Regions from separate parts of the Mus musculus genome. Here region 2 is linked to region 1. A link is a contact called in public Hi-C data. All regions are on one chromosome and are shown on one strand. Each heading gives the region's core, a stretch centred on a gene start, on an enhancer-like site or on the middle of the called end of the contact. The rest is flanking DNA. Distances are from core to core; before and after follow the strand shown. Region 1 overlaps Ccdc148 (coiled-coil domain containing 148). Region 2 overlaps Gm46743 (a long non-coding RNA gene).

Region 1 (5,567 bases), core at 2,460-4,959:
TTGTCTTGCCCTCCCCCAACACACACACGCCTTGAGAAAGAGTCTTTCGATATTTTATCCCAGTCTTCCCTAAACTCCTGGGCTCAAATGACCCTCCTGCCATAGCATAGCATCCTGAGCAGTGAGGACCGTAAGTGCAATCAGTTGCAACAAGGTTGGAGTGTGACTTGAATCTTGAGAAAATGATTACAAATAAAGTCAGGAGTCAGGATAAATTCTCGTCAAACACCTGTGGAGATAGGTGAGCAGGGTATGGTCTTAATAAGAATTCTTATTATAGAAGTTTAATTTATAAGGATATAAATAAGTATTTTTGTAAGAGTGACATTTTGGCTTTGTGTGTTTGCTTATAGGAAGTATAGGCTGGGAATTAAAGTTGATTTGAAATCAGTCTAAATGAACTTTACTGACGTCTTTTCACATACATACTGTATTAGATTAGGAAAAATTCTATCACATGTATCTTTTTAAAGATTCTAGATGCTCTTACAAATAATTGAGACATCTGGCAGAAATAAAACTCACTATTCTTCATGCTTCTTCAGGTTATAGAAAGAATGCAAAACAGACATTTCTCTCTCACACTGGAGACCACCAATATATCCTAGGAGACTTTCATATTTACCCTAGTGAGAACATACATATGTTATGTATTTATTTTGAAGATATATGAGAAATTTCATAGAAAGAACCTTATTAAGATTTATTTTCATTACTTTTAAATATGGGTACATGTGTACATCTCAGTGCACATATGAGCCATCTCTCTAGATCCTTGATGGCAATGTTTAAATAAGTGATCTGAATCCATATCTAGAATTTCCACACTGACTTTTGCTCCTGTGAATTGTGGCAATACCAGCAAGCAATGATTTCATAAGTGGTATGTCTACATCTTACTCTTCAGTGGACTGTAACCCAGGATATATAATCCAAATAAAGCCTTTTCATGAAAGTCGCTTTTGGCCATGGTGTTCTACCATCACAATAGAAACCAAACAGATATGCCAGCTTTGTCTACTGGTCAGCTGAGTAATGGCAACAAGAATGGCAGCGATTTAAGAAAGCCAAGTGATTTAAGCCTGAAGCAGAGAGAGAGAGAGAGAGAGAGAGAGAGAGAGAGAGAGAGAGAGAGAGAGAGAGAGAGCAGAGGAAGTAAAGTGAGGCAATGGAATGTCAAAGCCTGCCCCTGGTGATACACTTCCTTCAGCAAGGACACACAGCTTTAAACAGTGCCACCAACTGGAGAGCAAGTGTTCAAATATATGAGTCTACGGGAGGCATTCTCTTCCAAACCACCACATTTCCCTGGGCCCTGAGGTCTATCCCATGTCATAATGCAAAATGCACCTGCTCCAACTTCGAAAGTCCTGGTAGTCTTTCTCAGTCTAAAGTCTCACTGCCTAAAGTTCCAAGTCTTTTCTGAGGGTTCCCGTCACCTTAGAGCCTTCATGCAGGGACTCCCCTGCCACACACTGTCTGGCCTCAGTGGCTTCCAGAAACAACTGAGGAAGAGTCTGTAATCACTTCGCTCTTGCATTCTTCACGTTTCTAAAACTCAGCCCCTTGAATTGCATTCATAAGAGCTTATGTATGTATGTAAGTAAGTATGTGTGTATGTATGTATGTAAGTATGTATGTATTTTTATCCAATTGGTTTCTAGGAGCAGAAAACTCTGAGGCCCTCTTTCCCAGTGTGGAAGCTTAGCTAGGTGAGGTCTTGTCCTGGGGGCCCTCTTCTTTGTTTTATTGCATAGCAAGAGGTGTCTCCTTTACTGTGCCAATTACAGCAATTGCAGCTTCTCTTTCAACACAAGCCCTGGTTGTCACACTAGGCTTCCTCGTGTTCTTTTCCTGTCCAATGGTATGTTGAGTAGTTCTTTCTGTCACTTTCTTTTTTTTCACCGTAGACCTGCATAAGGGAAATTAGTAACAACCATGCCACAGACTCAATGTTATGCTTGAAATTTCGTCTTCCAAAGAAGTTAGTCCATTTCCTTCTAATTTAGCTTCGGGCAAGTTCTTAAGGACAAGGACAGAGGGCAGCCGGATTCTTTAATAAGGTAGTTCAGGAATGGCCTCGGGCCCAGTTGCTGGTATTATTCCCCTTGGAAATGCTTGACACCTCCAAGTCCACATCACCCTTAGCACTACCTTTCTTCTAGGCCCCCACAGGAAAAGAAAATGCTAAAAGCTCTGTTTACAGCATTCAACTGGTTTTCTAGTCCAAAGTTTCAGAGTCTCCCATGTTCTTCTAAAAATCGACATGGTCAGGTTCTTCCTAGGAACAGCCTGCTCCTGGGTTCCAACGGTTGTCTCAGTTACTTTTCTGCTGCCATGATAAAATACCATGACCAAGACAACTTAAGGAAGAGAAGAGTCATTGTAACTTACAGTTGCAGAGGGGTAAGAGTCCTGGTGTGACAGATAGATAGGCATAGCAGCAAACAGCAGGCATGGAGGCAGGGGAAGGGAGCTATAAGACTACTCCTTTAACTGCAAGCACAGAACAGAGAGAGCAAACTGGAAGTAGAGCGAGACAAAAATCTCAAAGCCCACTTCCACTGATGTGTTTCCTCCAGCAAGGCCACACTCCTAAATCTTGCTAAGTAATGCTACCACCTGAGAAGCAAGTGATCAGATATACTAGCCTAGGAGGGCCATGTTTCATTCAAACTACCACATGAACAGGGACATTGATATTTGTTAAGAATTGTGGCAGGAGTAGTAGGAGATGGAAAAAAGTAGTGTGGGCACCAGGCTCTATTAAGAGATGGAGTTTTAAGCATCTCTTTGTGGGTTGAAGGGGTGGGGAGAGAATTCCTTAACCTGACCTTGTATATGACTAACTTGCCTTCATGACATAAATGGAGGTAGATCTGAAGATGGCTAAACATTTGTGTTTGTATTTCTTGAGCTTTTCTCCCTCCTTCTCCCTCCCTTCCTCCCTCCCTCCCTCCCTCCCTCCCTCCCTCCCTCCCTCCCTCCCTCCCTACCTCCATCCTTCCCTCCCTCCTTCCCTCCCTCCTTCCCTCCCTCCTTCCCTCCCTCCCTTTCTCCTTTCTGCCCTCCCTTTCTCCTTTCTGCCCTCCCTTTCTCCTTTCTGCCCTCCCTTCCTCCCTCCCCCACTCTAATAAAACAAATGTACTAAGTCAGAAATCCCTGGTATGATGACAAGAGTGAAGCCAGGTCTTTGAAACCCTGGTTTTAGCTGATGAGATGGTTCAGTTGGCAAAGGCTGATGATCTCAGTTCAATGCCCAGAACCCGAATGGTGGAAGGAGAGGACTTATTACCACTTTTGGTTCATTATGTGTTCTGTGCCATGCGTGCCCTACCCCATACTCACATGGATTAAATCAATGAAAACAAACAAACAAAAAAGCAAGACATCTAAGTAAATGAGTCATTTAAGCTCTGTGAGTGTTAGTTGGGACTAATTGCAGCCGTTGTATGGTGTGGTGTGCTTGCTTTTAGTTCACCTCTGCTTTTACCCACTCTATCACCAATATGTATTTTATATCAGGTGAGCACCTTTACTGTAGCTAAAGATAAACAAAAGCTATACTCTAAGCTCTTGCTGAGAGCACTTTAACAAGCTTTGTGTAAATAGGACAGTAGACTTAGAGCAGAGAGCCAGCCTTTACCCCGTTACAGTCCTTGGAAGAGGCTGCAGCCAGGAACGAAGGAGCCGATGCAGAGCCTTCCTCTTCATGACGCCCTCGTTTGGCAGATGGGCAGAGCCAGACAGATGGTGACAGGTCATGCTCCCTTTCTTTTCAAGTGACCCTGTCTTGCCAAAGGACACTTGGCACTCTAGGAAGTATGCTGGTGCTCTCCAAAGAGATGCCAGAAGGCTTGTTTGACCTATGGAAGTGTGAAGAGGCAAAAATTCTCTCCAGGTAGGATTGATGCTCGAAAAAGATGTAGCCCCAAAGAGATAAAGGAAAGTTGCTACCCATTTAGCCTCTGAACAGACAGACTGGCCAAGTGATTTTAGAAATCCTTCACTTCATTTGCAGCATAAGTATGTCTCTCTCATTAAATGTTTTCAGACCATAAGCTTTTATTGTTGTTTTTTCATGTTTCATAATAGTCTATTGATTATCTATGCCATACTATTTAATCAATCACTAAATGGAAATTCTTGTTTTGTTTTTTTTTAAAGTGTTTATTAACGAAGTGTGGTGGCTCACTCCTATAATTCTAACACTTGAAACACCAAGACTGGAGGATATTTCAGAGTTTTGGTCCATCCTGAACTAAAAATGAGGAAAAGAGTGTTTATTGTGCATTACACTATAATTAATATCCCTGTTCTTTTGCAGGTGCACCTCTGATTATAACATTAGATGAATTCCTGACAATAGACACACTGGGCTTTCATTATACTTCACCCAACAAGCTTCTAGAAAGTTCCACCAAGTATATTTCCTATCTGTTCTCAGCTGAGTGTTATTTCACATACTCTTGTCATTACAATGACAACATTATTATTATTATTATTTTGTAAATCCCTTGAGTGTTTTATATAATAAACAGTAATAGTAGCTAATGTATTCATATTTATAATGACAGACACTATTCTAGTGCTTTCTATATACGTAATAGGCAGAATTCTAAGAGGACCTCCCTGAGAATATCCACCCACAGTATACACCCTATGAAACATGCAGGAGTGTAAATATTCTGCGCTGTCTCTCCACTGCTATCTGATGTTGCCAAAGAGACTTGGACATGTAATTAAAGTCTCTGATAGTCGGCAGATAAGATAAAGTGGTCTGACCTTATGGCAAGAACAGTTTCTAAGTTTGGGGGCTAGAGATGAAATGGAGGGATTCTAAGTATGACAAAGAATGGCTGAGAGGATCACTTTGCTGGGTTGACTTGAAGGTGGGGCCAAGCACATGGCAAAGAAAACAAGGAGCCCAGTGTCCCCAAGCTGCTCCTGGCTCATAAGCAAGGACGCGGGAACTTCAGTCCTAAGGGCACAGGTCATTGCATCTGACATGAATGGTTTTGCAAATAGGTTTTTGCTTTAAAACAGTCTGGCTTCTTCTACTTTGTTTTCAGCCTTGTCCAGGTCCAAGTGAAGAACTTAGCTGAGTCATGCCAGACTTGAAAAGCACAGCATTATGAGCTAGGATAGGGACACCAGTTCTACAAAACAAGGGACGCAGAAGCCAGGTGGAAGGACCAAATTTGAGATAATTTGAGTATTGGAATAAACGTACTGGTGTAACAGGCCCCTACACCTTAGTAGCCCCCCAGATCTTAGCACTACTGATGCCATGATGGAAGTACCATTCAGGCCATAAAACTCAGCACACAGCACCTCCTGCCAAAACAAAGAAAAGATCTATGCCTTTAAAGTTCATAGTTCTGGAAAAGTCTCTAAATGTACTAACCTTGCTTTTTGGCTTATGTAATTCTGTTTCTGGCTGACTGTTCTTGGTAAATGAAGTATGTCAGCCCAGTATATGTTTTTTTGTGCTTAAAAGCACACCCTGAGAAAGGCTTGGGGCTACACTGGGATCCCAAACACCCAGTATAGTTGCCTCCCAGTTA
Region 2 (5,261 bases), core at 125-2,624, 380 kb before region 1:
TCCCATCCCACCCTAAGGCCTGGAACTTGGTGGAGCAGCCTGGGCTCTGCTCAGCCTCCCATGCTGAGCACAAAACACAGTTCTCTGGACACAGTTTGGCATCCTCAGACAGGAGAAACCATAACTGATCTGTTTCCCTGCAGGCTCATTATTGAGACTGCACATGTGGACAGCCAGTAGGGGCTCTTAGAAAAATTCCAGACCTGGAAGCTGACCACCCCTCCCATAGGGTGAATCTAGCCCTAAAAAATTAAGTTCAAGCCTGGCATAGTAGTGGCACACACCTTTAATCCCATCACTCAGGAGACAGAGACAGATGGATCTCTGGTCTACAGAGTGTGTTCCAGGATAGCCAGGGCTACATAGAGAAACTTTGTCTCAAAAAAACAAACCAAACAAACAAAAAACAATAAGCAACAACAACAACAAAACTGAAATAAAGGTCATTACCAAGAGGCTATAGAGCCTGAAAACCAGCCCTACATAGTCCTCTTCAGGAACCCGCAATCTCACAGGAGAGGTGTCTGAGGAACAGGGCTCCATCTTTGCTGCTCTTCACATCACAAGGATCTGCCAATGGCCGGTGAAGACCGAAACATCTGCCTTGCTTCTGCAGACAGATCGCCCGCAGAGGGCTGTACTGTGAATCATGGGCTCTGACAGCCACGTCAGCTGATGAAGCCAGGCGCCTGGCAGACCCTCAGGCTGAAGAACATCTGCTGCCTTTGTGAGCTTGTCTCTTCTCCACTTGCTCAGAAGAGGCTTGCGAGAGTTATTTGCAAAAACAGGTGGAGGGCTTTGAAGAAAGGCGGTATACAAACAGAACCAACACAGACAGCAGTTGCTCTGCCTTCAAGCTAATCCAACCCTATCCTACCCAGGCACTGAGAGAGGCAAGGCTGTGGCCTACCCCTCAGAGGCCATTGGAGACTGTGGGCAGGGAAGTGTGACTGAATTGTTGGACTTGCAGGACCTTACGTTGACCTCTAATATGGCCCTTCTATACGGTCTGGGCTGTCACTCACCTTGTTCACCAGCCTTGTGTCATAATTTGGGGAACAGAGCAAAGCCGAGCTACTTTTGTGCTGTGTCAGGATTAACTAGATAACAGTGATTGCCAGAGGTGGTGGTGATGGATGCTCTTGGACAAGAGGTCTCCATTATTTCAGCCATTTGTAGTTTCCTGCAGTTTGTCTTTTTGGCGCAATATATTCAGCACCGTTAGGGTTTTTCTGGGCAGGGGGGGGGGGAGGTGTGGGGGGTTGAGGTTGTGTCTCCAATTTATTTCTGTTCCTCCAAGGCCAATAGTTACTTTAGAGATAAAGAGATGATGTGGTCCAAGTCTGACTCACTCACAGATAAGAATCCTGAAGCATAGTTAGAGCCTACGTTTGTGCAAAGTCTCACAGCTAGCTGGAGCTGGAGGCAGGGGGTGGCAACTGTGCTAATTCCTATGTTGACTTTGTCCATGGGAGGAAGGCTCACTAGGGTGCCTGCAAGCACAAGCAGGAAAATTGGAGCGGATTTAACTCATGCTCGCTCCGCCCATAGAACACGGTGGGAGAGCCTTCTTTTCATTATTTTTAATGAACTTTTAAATGACTTATGGTTCCTTCTGCTAGAGCTGCCAGTGGACAGTTCACTGTTCTTCATCCAGAGGGGCCAGTGTGCATCCCAGGGTCCGAGCTGTGGCCCTGCAATGTGCAGAGGAAGCTAGTCAGTGAGTCTGAGCAGCAGACCCATAGTCTCTAATGCAAGCTGACAGCAGTGCCAAGCTGCAGTCTGCAGTCTAGAGAGCAAGCTGGACAATGGGGCTGTGCTGCAGTTTTGCAGTCTATAAAGCAAGCTGGTAGCTTGGCAGTAGCAACACCAGCCACCGTGGAACAATCTAGAGGAGACTGTCTGCAGTCTTTATGAGCCATATAGTGAGTGCACATTATGTGCCCGAGCTCCATGTGATTGAGGGAGCCCAGGACTTTCTTGCTGATTCACTCAGAGGCCTGCATGGTGCCTGCTACCAAAGAAGAATGAAAGGGCCATTGTGTCTGCACCTATGTAATATACGCGCATGCTGAGCAATACAGCATGACTCAGGACCATTTCCTGGGTGACCCTGCACCACCTGCTATTATGAAGAAGAGGGTTGAACAATCTATGGGGTCCCATCAAGAACCCTACAGTGGATGGCTCTTTCAATCTCTGTTTGGTTTTAATTACTGTTTAACAAAAATAGCCTGTCTGTAGTTAGTAACCAGTGAGGTCAGGCATAGCCATCACAGAGACCTGTGGGGGTGGAGAGAGGGCTTCATCATGAAACCGGCCAGGTTGTTTTCTCCAAGGAGGGCCCAGATGATGCCGTGGATGGCTTTCGTCGATTGTCAACACCCATCTTCATTTCTGTGATGAGCCAGCAGCTGGCTGTGCAGGGCTGCTGGCTGCTGTGGTGACAGCGGATAATGGGAGAGGCATAAACATTCAGTAATGAGCTCTGTGAGAGCACGGGGGGGATCTGCAGAGACCTTGAGTCATGGTACAGGTGACTCCCGTCCATGTGGGCCAGCAGAAGCTGGAGGTTCAAAGCCGAAGTGGAGTTGGCTAGAGAACCAGCATGCTTGAGGGGTATGGTAGGGGAGAAGAAGCTGAGCTCTGATTTGAGGGGAAATACTGCATGAGGATGCTGGGTCCTGACTGCCTGGTCCCATCCATGACTCGGGAAGGAGGGGACCCAACTCTGTCCAAACACTGCCCTTTGGCAGGCCCTGGGGTTATCCCGTGGATCCACATAGGTGGTGAACTTCAGAAGAGCCACTGTTCATGGTGGCTGGCAACTGAGGAGTCTGCTTGGCGATTCACAGGACAGCAGTATGAGAAAGTCACCTGGAGTACTGGGGACAGGATCCATCCCCGCCTGAACCTTCCCCTTTGTCATTCCACCCATCCAAGACAGTCCATCCAATCGCTGTATCCTACTGCCCAACCAGAGGTGACTTGGTTCTTGGGCTTCCTCCCATCATCTGTTTCTTGTCTCCCAGCGCCAAGAGGCCTCTGCAGCTACTTAAAAACAACTGTGACTCCTTCCTCTCTGTGTGTTTCTATGATTGTGGCTTTACATTTTCTTTCCTTTTTGGCTAGTTGCAAAACACATTCAGGTGAAGGGCTGGCTCGTACATTTCTTTTCTTTTTTTTTTTTTTCCCATCTGTCCTCTCTTCCTAGTGAGGACTGTTCGAAGCAACACATCTTCTGCTCCAGAGCCCATGCATCCTAGGAGAGACTGGCCACCCTCTTCCTCATACAGACTGCACACACCTGCAAGGGACAGATGGAATGTTCTAACCATGGTGTACTAAACATTTCCCTTGGATTTCCCCAGCTTCCAGAACATGTATATACTCATGTATACATGTGTTGGCTAAATTTTGCCCACCTTAAAAACAAATCACCTTTACATTTGCTTGTATATCTGAGGGACCCTGTGAGGTCTTAACCCAGGAGATGTGCATCTTTGTTTAGAGCACAGTACTGCCATGACTAACTGCCCCCAGTAGCGAACATAAAGGTATCTCTTTGGAAGGAAAAATCTACTGCTATCATTTTGGTCCCCTGTGGGGGACACACGTGCACCACAAAAAAATGTCAATTGTCTTTTCCTGGTAATCGCTCATATTAGAGATATACCTCGGGGGCCCTCCCCTCACAGATCAATTTAATTACAGGCACAAATGCCCACTTGGGTTGGGGAGCCAACTGCGAACCTTGGGTTTCAATAAAGTCCAAGCCGCTTTGAAATCTAAATACTGCCAGCCTTCCATTATCCACGCCGAGGAAAGGGAGCGTGGATAATCCTGAGCAGCAGATGATTAAAAAATCATTTCTTTTGGCTTTTGGGAGGTGCCATATGCTATTTGCAACGGAGCAGCGAAATTTCCTCTCCAGTTGTGTTTTTGCTCCGATTAATAATGCAATGAGCTTGCATTTCTCCGTGCGCACCTGCTGGTGATGGCACAGTGACTTGGAGAGAAGGGACCGTTCAGAAGCTGGGTGAATGAAGGAGGCTGACTTGACAAGGATGGGGGTTGGGAGGGGAGTGGGGGTGGGGCGGGTGGGATCAGAAGCACTCATGAAAAACCAAGGTCTGGTCTCTTTCTGAGAGAGAAGAGAGGAGAGAAAGAAGGAGGCAAGGCAACAAGTTGAATTCCAAACTCAGGGACTGAAGTTCCCCTGGGTCAACATCTCAGTCTCGTTAAACCCTCCTGCTGATATATGGTCCGGTTGCCTCGGGCCGTGGTTCCAGACACCAGGACTACACAGTGTTCTATGACTGCTCCATCCCTTTGGCCTTGTCGTCCCACCTGCCTAACATGTCCTTTGCTCTCTCGTCCTGTGAAAGCTTCATCCATTCTTTAGGATCCACTTTCTTTACAAGTGCTTTTTCTAACCCTGCCCAGTTGAAGCCAGATTTCCTTCCTTTGTGCTCACTGCATCCCACAGGAAGGTGTAGACTTTAAACTAGTGGCTCTTCATACTGAGTTGTCTCAGACTGGGGGACTTGGAGATTGACCCCAGAGGTGCTGCTTCCTGTAGGGTGGGTAGAGTTTTATAAACACACACATCACCAGTACTTGCGTTGTTGAATCTCCAACTCTGTGTTCCATTCACTGGAGGTGATACCACCACGTGTAGGTAGTCATGGGTTGTATAAGAAGGCAAACTGAGCAAGCCAAGGAGAAGAAAGTCAGTAAGCACCATTCTTCCGTGATCTTTGATTCCGTTCTTTTAACAGAATTGCCTCCAGGTTCCTGCCCTGACTTTTCTGCATGAAGCGGTGTTAATCTGTAAGGTGAAATAAACCCTTCCCTCCCAAGTTGCTCTGGGTCATGGTGTTCCTCACAGCAACAGAAAGCAAACTAGGCAGCTGTTTTCAATTGCTGCAGCAGGTACTAGACTCGTTTTCACAGATGAAGGAGGTGAAGCTGGAAAAGTGAGGTGACTTCCCCCAGAAAGACCAGGATAGTCAGGGTGCAGAGTCTCGGGGACACTTGCCTATGTCTCTAAGGGCTGTGATGGAATTTGCAGGCTGGGGTGGACAAGCATGGCTGTCTCCAGTGACAGACTACTTGAAAAGCTTTGTTATCAGCCATCAGTACCCTGCCTCTGTAAACAGATCCTCTGGTGAGTTACCCATGGTGCTGCCTGTTAGCCAATAATTCCCAAGGATGGGAGCCCCTGTGTAAAAGCTACTTATTCAACTGTTGTAATTGTC

What was found. A called contact is a pair of places that touch in the nucleus more often than the background predicts.
Region 2: a contact with region 1 is called in a Hi-C map of cerebellum, with 1.7 times the contacts expected there. The contact joins two enhancer-like sites. A contact is called at or near these places in 1 of 15 datasets of contacts at CTCF or cohesin (pro-B cells), 10 of 484 Hi-C or Micro-C datasets (the 63-12 cell line, the N1E-115 cell line, the NIH/3T3 cell line and 4 more) and 4 of 115 datasets of contacts at active chromatin or transcription factors (bone marrow-derived dendritic cells, bone marrow-derived macrophages, cardiomyocytes and 1 more).

What each region holds. Positions count from the first base shown.
Region 1 is chr2:59,034,818-59,040,384 of GRCm38.p6, reverse strand. The region is part of intron 1 of Ccdc148 (coiled-coil domain containing 148); the gene reads left to right. Among named protein-coding and RNA genes, the nearest start is that of Ccdc148, 120 kb to the left of the region's middle. Within about 2 kb of position 3,709, at least 6 of the 459 cell types and tissues checked have an H3K27ac peak or open chromatin away from gene starts, as enhancers often do. A contact at or near this core is called in cerebellum, where this site is marked.
Region 2 is chr2:59,413,189-59,418,449 of GRCm38.p6, reverse strand. The region is part of intron 2 of Gm46743 (a long non-coding RNA gene); the gene reads left to right. Among named protein-coding and RNA genes, the nearest start is that of Gm46743, 4.7 kb to the left of the region's middle. Within about 2 kb of position 1,374, at least 49 of the 459 cell types and tissues checked have an H3K27ac peak or open chromatin away from gene starts, as enhancers often do. A contact at or near this core is called in cerebellum, where this site is marked.